Regions from separate parts of the Mus musculus genome. Here region 1 is linked to region 2. Evidence: chromatin contacts called from public Hi-C data. All regions are on one chromosome and are shown on one strand. The core of a region is the stretch at or near the end of the contact, and the rest is flanking DNA. Distances in the headings are between cores, read along the strand shown. Region 1 overlaps Ptpn13 (protein tyrosine phosphatase, non-receptor type 13). Region 2 has its middle 4.8 kb from the start of Gm30443.

Region 1 (7,385 bases), core at 834-3,333, 240 kb after region 2:
CATCATCAACACACACACAAGGAGGGCCCTAGGAACCATTGTAGTCATTGACTCCAGCTTCTTGTGAAACTTGTGGTGACAATACATGGTGGTGACATGCCCTTTTGCTGTGGACATTCACAGATGACACCACAAGAGTGCCTCTTGGAGATGAAGGTGGATACATCAATGCCAGTTTCATCAGGATCCCGGTGGGGACCCAGGAATTCGTGTACATTGCCTGCCAGGGGCCGTTGCCCACCACTGTGGGGGATTTTTGGCAGATGGTTTGGGAGCAGAACTCCACGGTGATAGCAATGATGACGCAGGAGGTGGAAGGAGAAAAGATCAAATGCCAGCGGTACTGGCCAAGCATCCTGGGCACAACCACCATGGCCAACGAGAGGCTGCGCCTGGCCCTCCTGAGGATGCAGCAGCTGAAGGGCTTCATCGTGCGGGTGATGGCCCTGGAGGATATTCAGGTCAGTCACTCGTCAGAAAGCAGACCTGCACGCTCTCCGGGAGGCCACAACAAAAGCAGGGCATCTACTATCTTTTATTTTTGAGACCAGGTCTCACGTAGCCCAGACTGGCCTCAAAGTCATTATACAGCTACAACAACCTGGAAGTCCTGATCCCCCTGCTTCTGTCTCCTGGGTACTGGGATTACAGGAATGTGTGATCCTGTCAAACCACACGCAGCTTCCAGTAGAGTTTTAAGAGTGGCCCTCATTCAGTTTCATCTGGTAGATGCTGTATTAGAACAAACATGGGGTTTTAACATGATCATCAGTCTGTGCTTAGGAATAAACAGCACAAAACAGTTCATAAACTGCAGTGTACATAGAACCATTACTGTTGTTGTTATTATTATTGTTGTTGTTTTTTTTCGGGATAAGGTTTCCCTGTGTAGCCCTGGCTGTCCTGGAACTCGATCTGTAGACCAGGCTAAGCTGGCCTTGAACTCTAGATTGGCCTACTTCTGGTTGCCAAGTGCTGGGATTAAAGGCATGTGCCAGCACACCTGATGAAACTTGCTTTGTTTAACACCTACAGGGTCCAATATCTAAGTAGACTAATTGAAGCTGTTTTAAGAAATCTGTGGCTATGAGAACACGTCCGGTGAAGGCAGCCTACATGTTTAGCGGGTGTGCACAGCTGTGCCATATCAGCTGTCATTGACACACTTGCCAGACACACTGGATAAAACTAGTGCATGCTAGCTTGTGATCGGCCTTTAGACAGAGCCAGCCGTCTGTCTCTTCAGTGTGGCATTCCCTCACCTGGTGCACCCTTCCCGGAAATATGAGCTATGCAAAGCCATGTTTGCTCATGAGTCTTTAACTTTCTTCAACGTTTCTTTGTTTTTCCTTCTCTGTGTGTATATGTGTTTGTGTGTGTACATAGATGTGTAGGTATGTCTGTGCGCACGTGTACGCTAGAGGCTGATGTAGGAATCTTCCTTCCTCTGTGGCTCTCTGCCTCCCTTGAGAAAGACTCGGCCACTGAACACGGAGCTCCCAGATTGAACTGCTCCGGCTGCCTTCCAGCCCCAGGAATCCTCCTGACTCCATCTCCCCAGCACAGGATTAAAGGGCAGTCCCCATGCCCAACTTTTTCTGTGGATGCTGGGGATGCAAGCTCAGACTCCATGCTTATGTGACAAGCACTTTACCCCTGAGCTTTCTTCAGCTTTTCTAGAAGGAAAACAAAACAAAACAAAAACAAAACAGTATGCTGATTCACTTCCATTGGCGACATATAAACGTGTTATGAGACTTTCCTTATTATTTACAAAGTGTCAGAGCTTTTATTCCTTTATGAAACCTAAACATTTTAGTTAACACATTTTAATTAATGCTCCTAGGTCCTGCCAGGTGATGTTTTGGCTCACACGAGCTTACCCATTGCTCAGATGAGCTTAGCACTTCGTGTTCCTCAGGTGACCTGATCATGAATCACAGTAGAGTAGTCCAACTCAAACCCTGGCATGGACCCCAGGTCCAGCATTTTAACAACAGGCAGACAGCCGTTCAGTACCCACATGGAGCTTGCTGCCTGCGTGGGCGTGGGCTGGCTGTGTTAGTCGTGCTGCTGGGAAAACAAAACCGAAAGGAAGGGTTGCTGGACTCTGAGATACAGGCTGTGTGTTCAACAACACAGGATGGCCTGAGAGGCTGCATTTGAGGAAAACGAAGCAGATAATAAAACCAGAGGATGCTGGGGGAGGAGGAGTTCTAATGGGAAAGAAAGAATAAAGTTCTGAGACTGACATTGCCAAACATATCACTTAAATGAGCCCACAGAGGCCTGGGTACCATCCCTAGCCACTAGGACTGGGCGGTGGTGATGCAGTCCGTGTATTTTTCAATCTGTTGTTGTCGGTTTTAGCCACAGTCTTGCTCTGTACCCTAAGCTGGCCTTGAATACTCCGTCCTCCTCTCTTGGTCTGAATACTGGAAATTAGGCATATGCCACCATACCCAGCTTTGTATGTTTATACCTTTTTATCTCTTCCATTTTTTCTTTTGATCTGATTCAATATACCACTCAAATTTGAAAGATGGAAATGATACTGTAAGGACCTGACTTAGGGACAGGTGACATTGTAACTCACTACATTTTACACTTTCAGACAGGGGAGGTGCGACATATTTCTCATCTGAATTTCACTGCCTGGCCAGACCACGATACACCGTCGCAGCCAGACGACCTGCTCACATTCATCTCCTACATGAGACACATCCGTAGGTCGGGCCCAGTCATCACACACTGCAGCGCTGGCATTGGACGCTCAGGAACCCTCATTTGCATAGACGTGGTCCTAGGCTTAATCAGCCAGGATCTGGAAGTAAGTACAAGATACGGCCGAGTGCTGGGCGATGTGACTGTCTAAATGTGTTGTTTCACCTTGTACAGACAGTAAGCTTCTCTGTGAGAGCAAGTCAGTACTGTTGCCATGACTACAGGAAATACCAAAGTCCAAAAGACAGTCCACTTTTAAAAAGAAAAATATTGAGCTTTGTCCTTGTTACCTATAGATAAGAAATTGGTAATTTTGTTTGAAAATTAATACTAATCTATTACTCTAAGTAGTTACTCTTAATTTTTAAATATTAATAAAGCAAGTAACAGTGTGATCTTACTTTGACTCTAATCTAAATTCGTATGAAACTTCCTTAATTGCCAAAATATCTTGTATTTAAATATATATATAGTTTTTGGATATAATTGTATATTGTATATAATCAATATATAGTATGTATATATATATGTATGTGTGTAGATAGGTAGATGATAGAGATATAGAGATTAAAGGGTCTGTCTCTTAAAGGGTTTTAGATGATGCAGTTCTATCCAGTTCTTGATACTCCTATAACCTATGATAACTGAAGTGGGGCACACCCAGCAGTCCAGTCTGCCCTCGTCTCAGACTGTCAAGCATCAGCTAAATTAAAAGGAAATGGAATTTTATTCTGGACATTAGTGTGAGGAATATTGCTTACATTATTTTTTTATAGTTTAAGAAATTAGCTAAATGTCAGAGGAAGAGAATGTGTATCAAAGACGTTCAAACATAGTAGACTCTAGTTCTTAGAAATACTGTATCATAGAAGGTCACTTCAGGAAGTCATTATACTGGAGAGTTTGACGAGTCGTGAGGAGGGGCAGGGGTGAGGACCCCACAGGGGACGCCTTCGCATCACCCAGCTTGTGTCTAACGCACCACTCTGTGTCCCGGCAGTTCGACATCTCTGACCTAGTGCGCTGCATGAGGCTTCAGAGGCACGGCATGGTGCAGACCGAGGTGAGGAGGACTTCTTCTGAGACTAATAGTTTAAAAGTTGCTCTTGAATTTGTATTCTCTTTCTGTCTGTCTTTCTGAGATGATCTTGCTATGGCCCAGGCTAACCTGGGCTCAAGCGCTCTTCTCATCTCAGCCTTCAGGTAACAGGATGACAGAGGAAGGCTCTACCCTTTGCCCAGTGATCTCTTTGAAGGTTTCCTTCCATGTTATAACATAAAACCAACATCTCTTGTCATAAAGGACCCTTCTATAGCATTAAGACTAATTCAGAAAAAAAAAAAGGGGGAATTTCAGACTATCATTTTAGATACTACCTTAAAATTTTTATTTTTTTAATGGAGAACAGGAGCTGGGGAGATAGCTCCTCAGTGAAGTACTGTCATGAGGTCCTAGGTTTGAGCCTCAAAACCTACACGAAAATCCAGGCATAGACTGGGAGGACAGACTCAGGCAAGTTCCTAAATTTATGAGCTCCAGCCATTGAGAGACCCTGTCTCAAAAAAGCAGGGGGTTAGGGGAGGGGCGGGGAGGCACCTACCCAGGGCTGTCATCTGGCTCCTCATGCATGCACACACAGGCACATACATACACAGACACACACACAGGCACATACATACACAGACACACACACAGGGAGGGAGGGGAAAGGTGGGGAGAGGGAAGAAGGGATGCAGTGTCCCCACTAAGTTGCTCATAAAGGGTGGACTTGTTGGAGGCTCCGAGTGAGAATGGCTCTGCCTGCTGCCTGATGGGGTTCCTCCCCATCTCAGTCACCAGCCTTTCAGACAGCAGCAGCTCAGAGAGGCCGAGAAGGACCGCAGGCCCTGCCAGACAGCCCCCACAGCTGTTTCTGTTGTGTTCACTCCTCTTTCCTAAAACTGAATGTACACGGCATCACCCCATCCCCAGCTGAAGCTACCGTCACAGGAAGTGAATGCACTGTGCTAGAGCCCAGCATGGCTAAGTCCTTCCTTCCTTCTAGATTGGAACTGTGAGGTAGACTTAAAGCAATCATTCTCGCTTCTCCACAGAGTCACATTTATCTGCCTCTTAAAAACATAGCCATTTCCGACTTTAACTTGGCCACTTTCCAGTCATGCTGAGTTTTGATTCAGATGAAGGCTCGGTAAGCCTTAAGCTGCTTTCTAGCTAAGGAAGCCATGCTGATCTGTATGTAAGAGCTCTTTTTGCCTGAGTGTTCATTCACAACATTTGAGATCTGAGCACCAGGAGTTTCTCCCAGTGCCTGGGACACACCACTGAATCAGACACACCCTGCCACAGAGCCCGAGACACTCCAGTGGGGCCCTGAGGATGACAGGCCATCCGGTGGCTCTGAAAGTGATAAGCACTTTAGCGTAGAGGTGTGAAGGAAGCCAGCCATTGCCGTCTGAGAACTGAATTCAGAACAGTGACACCATAAGAAAATAACTCCAGCCAGGCCCAGTGCCCCACCCCTCGGTGTCTGAAGCCAGCTTGGTCTGTATAGTGAGTTCCAGGCCAATCAGAGCTGCCTGGTGAGACCCTGTCCAAAATTAAAAACAATAGTGTAACTCCTTTGTTCAGTCGTTTGCCCACAGACGAGCCCTCTGGATTCCAGTGAATAGTCCCTAGCACAGGATCACATACAGGGCCCTGCTTAAAGTCTGTGTGAATCACAAAACAAGAAAGATAGGAGTGAGGGAGAGGGACTTATAGGGAGGAAGAGGTAGCCAGGGTGTGGGGAGTAAGAGTGATGGGGGAGGGGCAACAGCAGAATCAGTGTGTGTGATGTACGTGGATGAAATTGTAGAAGAATAAATGTAAGACAGGTTACTTCTTTGAAGAAGATGTAACATTAAGCTGCGATCTGGGGAGTCCTCGGGCAGAGTCTGCTGTCTTGGTGAATGGGCCTGTCATGTGTGGTGTGACAGGACTAGAGAGAGCCGGGAGGAGCTGAGGCAGATGGGAGGTAACAGGACAAGGCTTGTAATTTCCTCTGAGTGAGAGGCAAGCTGGCACAGGCCTATAGCCTGGAGTGACATGACTGCGCTCATTTCAAATGATCGCTTAGCACTGCACAAGAAACAAGAGTTCCTCTGGGGAGGGACACGGGGTTAGAGGCCGGGAAGGAGTTACCAGGTAAGCAAAATGACTGCCTACAGAGCTGTGACAGTGGAGAGACTCGTGAGTGGACTTCCCACGGTGGGTAGTGTGAGAGCAGTCTGCCGTGAGCATGGCATTGCACAGGAACTCAGATGAGCAGCAGGAAGCCTGGAGGCAGCTAACATCCCAGTCTCTCAGTAGCTGCTGATGTCGTAGGCGTGCACAGAATTCCTATTCATGTATGTATGCTTGACAGTGAGAACTGAGCTCCTGCTGTGCTTGTTGTTTGATTACTTCCCATTTAATATGCTGTGGGTGTTTTTTTTAAAGATTTGACTTTAAGATCTGGAGCTGCACCTACAGGCAGCTGTGAGCCGCCACGTGCACTCTAGGAGCTAGACCTCTATATTAAAAATGTTGAAAGGGAAATTATTTCATATTTAAATAATACTTAAAGATTACATTTAATTTTTATTTCTATATTTTTGCTCTGAAATCCTTAAGAAGCTTGTTTTAGTAGATTTGTGGCTTATTAACTTTTTCACATTTTAAAACAAGATGAATTCAGTCAGTCTAGAGAAATCTAGGTTGTAGAGATTGAGGGTATAGCTCAGTAACGGAGCACTTGTCTAGCAAGCCTGCAGCCCTGGGTTTGGCCCCAGCACCAAAAAATAAAATCAGAGAGAAAGGGGTTTCTTAGGAAATGTATACAATCCCAGATCATTACCGACATAACCCCTTGGCTCTCCCCTCTTTTTATCAATTTTCTTGTTTATAGTTTTTATGGCACTTCACAGTTCTGTACACTGACTCTTACATTCAGCACTTAAACAAAAAGTTCTTATTTCCAAATTTCTCAAGCACCTACTGTGTATAAATTTAAGTTATTCAAATAATTCTCCCTGTCTCTCCTGCCACCTCCCCACAGGGTCAGTATGTCTTCTGCTATCAAGTCATCCTCTATGTCCTGACTCATCTTCAGGCTGAAGAGCAGAAGGCACAGCCAGGGCTCCCACAGTGATGCAGAGCAGCCTCCAAAGGCTCCCTCCCTTCCTGCATCCAGCCGACTCCTGCTCTCCACTCTTGAGAGCAGCAAGGCCAAGCAAGCAGCACCGTGAAGCTTAGTCCCTCCTGCTTGAAGGACAGGCGTTCCCGTCAGATACGGACGTCAAGATGCTGTGTTTTTACAGCCACTTCAACCACTGATGGTCATTAAAACTCCTTTTTCACTAACTGAACCAGCAGGTCTTAGGGCTGGAGACAGCATTTGATCATAGTGGACGTTGTTACAAAGACACACTGAGTCTATTTTTAATGTACCAAATCCTGTTTATAGCAAAAATTTTCCAGTATTTTAATAAAGTAGATTTATTTTATAGGGGATACTTGAAGCCAGTATTTAAGCTTTTAATGACAGTAATATTGGCATAGAAGACGAACTAGCAATGTTTACTGTATCCATTTCTAATGTTTACTATATATAATTTCCTGTAATATATTTATATACTTTTCA
Region 2 (6,726 bases), core at 3,014-5,513:
TCCTCTGAGAATTAATCCAGCTGAGCCGATCACCAGGCAGGGAGCCCACCATCCCATCAGCCTGGACCTCATTCACCTAGAGACCCTGGGAGAGGACACTACACTCACCCTTCACAGATGATGCAGACACCTCAGATGCTCGCGTCTGGAGTGCCAGAGCCAACTGGTTTTCTGCATGTCTGCTTTTTGGGTCCTAACTCAGCAGATCACAAATTACTTCCTTTCCCTTATCCCTACCTTTTTTCCTTCAGATGAACGCATACTTGGCTTTCTCCTTCTTTCTCTGAATCCCTGCTTTCCCTGACAGTGCTGCCTTTCTGCTGCACAGTGCTTGCCCACCTCCATTGCAAAAGGCATGTCTTTTCCTTTTCTTCATCAGCGCCTGCCTCCTCCTCCAGGCAGCTGCCAAGATTTACAGCTTTCTGGCCCTGCTGGCTTTCTCCCAGATTCAAACAAAACTGTCCTTGAGCTTCCTTCTTGGTTTTTCAATTTCTTGATTTACAAGACGAACAGAAATCTCCGTTTCCCTGGTGACCTATAAGATTATCCATTATACTCTAGTGATCAAACATATTTGCTAAAAGCTCCCACAAGACACCTCTATCATCAGGCAATGCACAGGGCCACCTTATTTAGTTGCCCTCCTGCCCCATTCCCACCCAACATCCCATCTCCCCACTCCTATTTTCCTACCTCCCAGTTCCTCCCTCAATTTAACTTCCCACAACAGAGTTCTCCAGAATCCCTAATCAATATTCTCTTTTCACCTTCCTCTCTTAAACTCCTTATTCGATTTGTTATCAAAGGATGCTCACATCTCAATGTTCACCTTTTCTCTCTGATGTTCAGGATGTTACACATCCATCCTGAAAGATACTTTTACTAACACCAACACTTCCAACTCATCCCATTAGACATAAAGACAATAAAAGGCTTTCGTGAGGCCCGTGTTGTGGGTGGATCATCAGCTTACACTACAGAATAAAGAAGCTCACCCTAGGGAGATTGGGACACAGGTGTCAAGGACACCAGGTCCCAGTTCATCAGGTGCTTCGGAGTCTCAAGACAGAGACTTCTGTTAGATAACTGGAGAGCAACAATCTGAAGGTGTTAATCAGTTCAGGTCTTTAAAGTTGTGACATCCAAAGCTAAAAGCGTGTCTTCCCCAAACTCATTCCACTCTTGATCTTCTCTGCTCTGTTAACAGATCCATAATATTCAAGCCACACAAGTTCAAACGTTTACCTTGACCTTGACCTCTCTCTTCTTGGCCTATATTCCTTAAGCTCTGGTTGCTCCAATTCAAACTCCTCAATGGCTTTCCAAAGCCACCTTTGCTCTCTAACTCAGTTCCTAGAATCTTCCATCAGACTGTTGGACTAGGCACCTAATATGTCTCCTTACTCTCAGGGCTGTTTTCATATGACCTAATTCTTCCTATCTACCACCGCCAATAAGTGATTTCCATATAACACAATGCCACCTACATCCCTTCTTGTAAATCCTCAAAGCCTGGTTATTACCACCCCTCTGTAACTTCCCTATCATAAATGTCAGAGGTGAGTCCCAGACATCATCTTATTCAGCCAATCCCCAGTAATTCTGATCCAGTCTCTAGCCTGGATTTCTGCGATTAGAAATCTCCTGCTTTTCTCCTCACCCAGTCTTCTACACCATAACAATCCTGGTGCTTGGTCACTATCCTCATTAAAATCATCTTTCAGTACCTTCTTCCTTTCTCTCTTAAGGTAAAATTCCCAATGGGCCTTCCAATGGCTGAGGATATATGGAAGGATCCCTGCCCACTCCAACTTCATCTTGTAGCATCATTGTCCCTGTTCTAGCTACACCGGTCATCTTGCTTTAGCCAAAGGACAGCAAGTAAACTCCCACTTCCTGAGTTTTACAGCGCCCCCTGTGCCCCTGAGAGCTGCTAGTCGCACTCAAAGGTCCTCATTGTCATTGTTCTAGAAAGCCTGTCTCTCCAGCCTATGTAAGTAACATCTCCACAGAGTATCCAGACTGTGTCTATTCTCCACAGCACAAGACCATGGGAAGTACCACAGCTGTCTCAGTACTATCGTGGTAGGTCAGAGCATCGTGGATGTTATGTTGCCTCCAGTAGAACACAGGCTCCCTGACAACAGGGTCTTTGTCTCTTTCATAGTTGTTTCCTTAGACCATGGAAGAATTTGTTGCATTTAGTATATGCTCGATATTTGTTGAAGGAAGGGAAGGAGGAAGGGAGGGAGAAAGGAAGGAAGGGAGAGAGGGAGGGAGGGAGGGAGGGAGGGAGGGAGGGAGGAAGGAAGGAAGGAAGGAAGGAAGGAAGGAAGGAAGGAAGGAAGGAAGGAAGGAAGGAAGGAAGGGAGTCACACAAAATGAACCTCCCTAGGCATTAAAGGTATGCAAATGGATCTTTGAATCAACACCATGCCAATTAATCTACACAAACTAAGAAGACCTGAATATGCTGATACTTACAAATATTTATTAATTGAAAGTATACTTCATCATCTTGTATGTTTTCAGTCCAGGAATGCTAAGAGCCTAGTCCTTGTTGTTGTTTAACACACTCAGAAACTTTAGGAACTCTTCTGTGCCAGCCAACTGAAACACACGCATGCATTGTCCAATTCCTGTCTTTCCAAATTCAAAATCATCACCATCTAGGCCTGAGTGAGCACACCCGAAAGCCAGAGCTGGCACAAGGACAGTGGGCGCCTGCGTGGGGTGAGAGAGGCAGGAGGAGAGGAAGGACTGCACAGCCTCAGCCTCTCAGATCAAGCTCACTGCCTCCCAGTGCTCCTAAGAGAGCGAGCCCTCTCCAGCAGCGAAGATAATCCACTGTGTATCCCCCACGGATAGCAAATGCAGCATTCTTTATAAAGACAAAATCTGGCTCTGCAGCCCAGGCTACTCTCAACACTTGTGACTTCTCTGCTTCAGTCCCCTAGGTAAGACACCAACTCGGACCGACAGCTAAGCCTTATTCCTAGGCTGCTCTTTCATACTAACAAACGCGCTCTGACCACTGCCCTCTCCTAGACACCACCCATCACATTTTTTTGTTCTCTGCATAACCAAGTGTCTTCCATACTTTATGGCCCCTCAACAATGTAACAAGAAGTGTTCAAATGTTCCAGTCTTTGGAACATTTAGCTTTAATGTTCTCTTGATAGTTTCATCATCCTAACTACACGTTCTTGCCTAGGATGTGAGAGTCCCGGATGCCTTACAGGTATCTTCCCATCATATCACAAGGCACAGAATTAAACTAGGTAGAGAAGAGACGATGGAATATCCTGAGGCTCTTCCTATGAACTTATTGGTGAATTCACAAGCCTACTGAGCTATCCAAATATACTAGTCTTTGGAATTCTTCCAGTCTTAAAAGTCTATTTACTAAGTAGTCAACAATTGCTCATTCAATTCATTCTTTTCATTTCTTTAAGTATGTCTATTCTATCGTCTGTTCCACTGGGCACTCTGAGCTCTCCCTCTCACGTGAGGGATGAACAGAGCAGAGACACGATTCTTGTCCTGGAGGAGCCGATATACCACTCCTTCCCAAAAAAACAGGACAAAGAGTGCTCACTGGCACTTCCCAGACATGGGCACAACCCTGGATCAACCATAAAACCCCCAAAACAAGGAGAAGGAAGGAGGAAGAGATGGAGACACGACAGGAAGTGGGAGAAGGCAGAGGCACCCGATATGCATCAGGGGTATCCTAAGCAACACACACACACAAAGGCTGGCACTCGTGAGCAAACAAAAGCTAGAGTTAACAAATTCCAGGAGAAACGTTCAGTTCCAAGGAATTCTGAGCTGGAATTCTAAATTGAGGCGCTGCCTTTGGAGCGTGGAGAATTGTCACGAGGACATGAGGGAAGGAATCTCTAGAAAGGTAGTTGGGTGGTGAAGGGGGCTATGGGCGCACAAACTGATTGACGGTCTCTCGTTATCTGAGTGTGAAGCATCGTCCATAGATCGACTTTTGCATTTGAATTCTCGGTCCCCAGCTAAGAGTCCTGTGGAGGAGGCTGTGGGTGTATTGGCTGGCTGTGAGAAGCAAGCTCCCATAGCAACAGAATCATCCCAGCGGCCATGCCTCCCCGGCCATGAAATTATACTCCTTGGATCCAGAACTAAGTCTGTCCTCCCTTGAGATTCTTCTATCAGTAATCTGTCACAGCAGCTAGAGAGGAAAACTTTGTGACTGCAGATGAATATCCAGCCCAGGTCCTCTGTTCTTTCCCTTCAGGGCCATTCGACCTCATGACCAGGAGATGGCGCTCTAAACACGGGAACGGGTTTTGCTTAGTTTGGATTAAAAACAAAAACAAAAACAAAAAAACTTTTGTTTCATGGAGACTTTTGAAAGCTGTAGTTTTCTTTCTTTACTTCATTCTTCTCCTTCCCGACTTAAACCCTTCCATTCATATTTTGTCCTCAGATGGTCAAAGTTCAGTTGTTGACGGCAGGCAGAAGTAACCTGGAGCCTGGGGGGAGGGGGGGAGGGGTTGTCGGTTTGTTGATTTGTTTGTCCGTTTGTTTTCTTCCTTTAAGGACTTCTTACCACATGCCCTACTTTACACTGATTTTAGGCAAGTCTCCTGTTTAATATTTCCACTGCTGTGAGGAGACATCATGATCAAGTCAACTCTTATAAATTAGGCAAACATTTAATTGGGACTGGCTTACAGGTTCAAAGGTTTAGTCCATTATCATCGTGGTAGGGAGCATGGCAGCATCCAGGCAGACATGGTGCTAGAGAAGTAGCTGAGAGTTCTGCATCTTGATTCAAAAGCAACCCAGAGAGGCTGGCATCCTCCGGCAACAAGGAGAGAGCTCTCTTACATATGCAGGAGCCAGAGCATAGGAGACCTCCGAAGCCCCGCCTCACAGTGACACACTTCCTCCAACGAGGCCACACCCCCTAATAGAACCACGCCCTGTAGGCCAAGCATGTTCAAACCACATCTTCCTACTTCACTCTTTCCCACATATAATAAAAATCCCATTATAAGAAGAGCAGAAAGGAACTTTTAAAAATAATTCTTGTGCATCTTTTGAGCTCTATATGAGAACACGTCTGCTAAAGTCCCACGTATCCTCATGGATGGGGAATTCCACTCACCCTACTTTGTGGCAGCCTATCCAATCCATCTATCATCTATCTATCCATCTACCTATCTCTCTACCTACCCATCCATCCATCCATCCACCTATCATATATATATACACACACACACACATATGTGTATATATATATCCATCTATCTCTCTCCTTTCTTTCACACACACACACAGGCACGCACGAGTTTTGTTCATTTACCTTTGTGAGTGAGGCCTCATCATCTATTTCCACTGGTGAATTCAAAAGTTTCTAATGTGCACTTCCCTATCTGCTCCCACTCCTAAGCAAGCCTGACTTCTGTCCAGGTTTCTGGAGACTCGGCAATGTAGGTTCACAACCTCATAGAAACTTCTTTGCATTCCACTTGTACTTCGTCCCATACCCTGTTGCAAGTGTTGCCCAGCTGACTATCCGTTCCTCCAAAGGCCTCACTAATCCCCTGGTGATTTCCTTTCTGCTCAGTTCTCCAGTACAGCCCCACCACCACCACCACTACCACCGTACTATAGTAGCCAGTTAATGGTAGGGAGTCCCTGTTTGTTGGCATTTTCCCGGTAACACCTCATCTCTCCAAACCCATTGCTGGGTGATACATTGCTCCCGCTTAAATTCTGTCCCTTTGTACATTTGATTAGGTTTTTATTTTTAAGTCCTTTTAGTGTTCCAGCCATTACTGCATTGATTCTATAATCCTTGGCCTAATCAATCAACAGAGATCTTATCTGTCAGCTGCATTCAAAGGCCGTCTGACTGCGGCTGCATAGTGTCCTGGGAAAGCTCACAGGCCCGAAGTGACCTCTGACATGAAGACACACAGAAAGTATTGAGTAACTATGGAAGAAGTCCGCAGGTGTGTGAACTCAGACTGGAATTTGGCCTGAGGCCTTGGAAAACTTTAAAAAAAAAATCTATATCCCATATCCCAGTCCCCAGAAGCAGTCACTAAAATGAGTCAGGTTCTCCACCTTAAAGTTGAACCACACAGAAGGTCACAGGTGAGGAAGAGAATGGAGCATGATGTCATAGAACCACAGACAACTTAGGGATGAAGACTCGTCTCCAAACAGGTGCCTGGGCCTTCAACATACAAGCAAATTCATTCAAAAAAAAGCCAAATGTAAGGAATAAGTAAAACCATAAGATGTAATCTGAAAATAACCCCAGGGATCAAATCAGGGCGTGACACGTGATAACGGGCACTCACTCTGCCGTGAGCTACACCCCCCAACCCCTGTGCATCAGGATGTGAAGGCAAAGCTTTCTTTCAAAAGGTGAAGACAGGTCAGGCAGTGGTGGTGCACGCCTTTAATCCTAGCACTTGGGAGGCAGAGGCAGGTGGATTTCTGAGTTTGAGGCCAGCCTGGTCTACAGAGTGAATTCCAGGACAGCCAGGGCTACACAGAGAAACTCTGTCTCAAAAAACAAAACAAAAAACAAGAAAGAAAGAAAGAAAGAAAGAAAGAAAGAAAGAAAGAAAGAAAGAAAGGAAGGAAGGAAGGAAGGAAGGAAGGAAGGAAGGAAGGAAGAGGAGCGGCTCTGTTAAGAGCCATCTGGTTCTTGCAGCAGACCTGAGTAACGTTTGC

What was found. Hi-C and Micro-C count contacts between places; a contact is called where the count stands out from the background.
Region 1: a contact with region 2 is called in a Hi-C map of muscle stem cells, with 2.5 times the contacts expected there. The contact joins two enhancer-like sites. A contact is called at or near these places in 24 of 484 Hi-C or Micro-C datasets (CD4 T cells, CD8 T cells, the HPC-7 cell line and 12 more), 9 of 115 datasets of contacts at active chromatin or transcription factors (bone marrow-derived dendritic cells, embryonic basal ganglia, embryonic fibroblasts and 4 more) and 3 of 9 other capture datasets (adipose tissue, embryonic stem cells and liver).

Annotation. Positions count from the first base shown.
Region 1 is chr5:103,590,893-103,598,277 of GRCm38.p6, forward strand. It overlaps Ptpn13 (protein tyrosine phosphatase, non-receptor type 13), which reads left to right. Exons shown (of 48, transcript NM_011204.2): 45 at 124-461; 46 at 2,615-2,830; 47 at 3,725-3,787; 48 at 6,801-7,385. The coding sequence ends at 6,893. Among named protein-coding and RNA genes, the nearest start is that of Slc10a6, 35 kb to the right of the region's middle. Within about 2 kb of position 2,084, at least 56 of the 459 cell types and tissues checked have an H3K27ac peak or open chromatin away from gene starts, as enhancers often do. A contact at or near this core is called in muscle stem cells, trophoblast stem cells and uterus, where this site is marked.
Region 2 is chr5:103,351,833-103,358,558 of GRCm38.p6, forward strand. No RefSeq gene overlaps it. Among named protein-coding and RNA genes, the nearest start is that of Gm30443, 4.8 kb to the right of the region's middle. Within about 2 kb of position 4,264, at least 55 of the 459 cell types and tissues checked have an H3K27ac peak or open chromatin away from gene starts, as enhancers often do. A contact at or near this core is called in muscle stem cells, trophoblast stem cells and uterus, where this site is marked.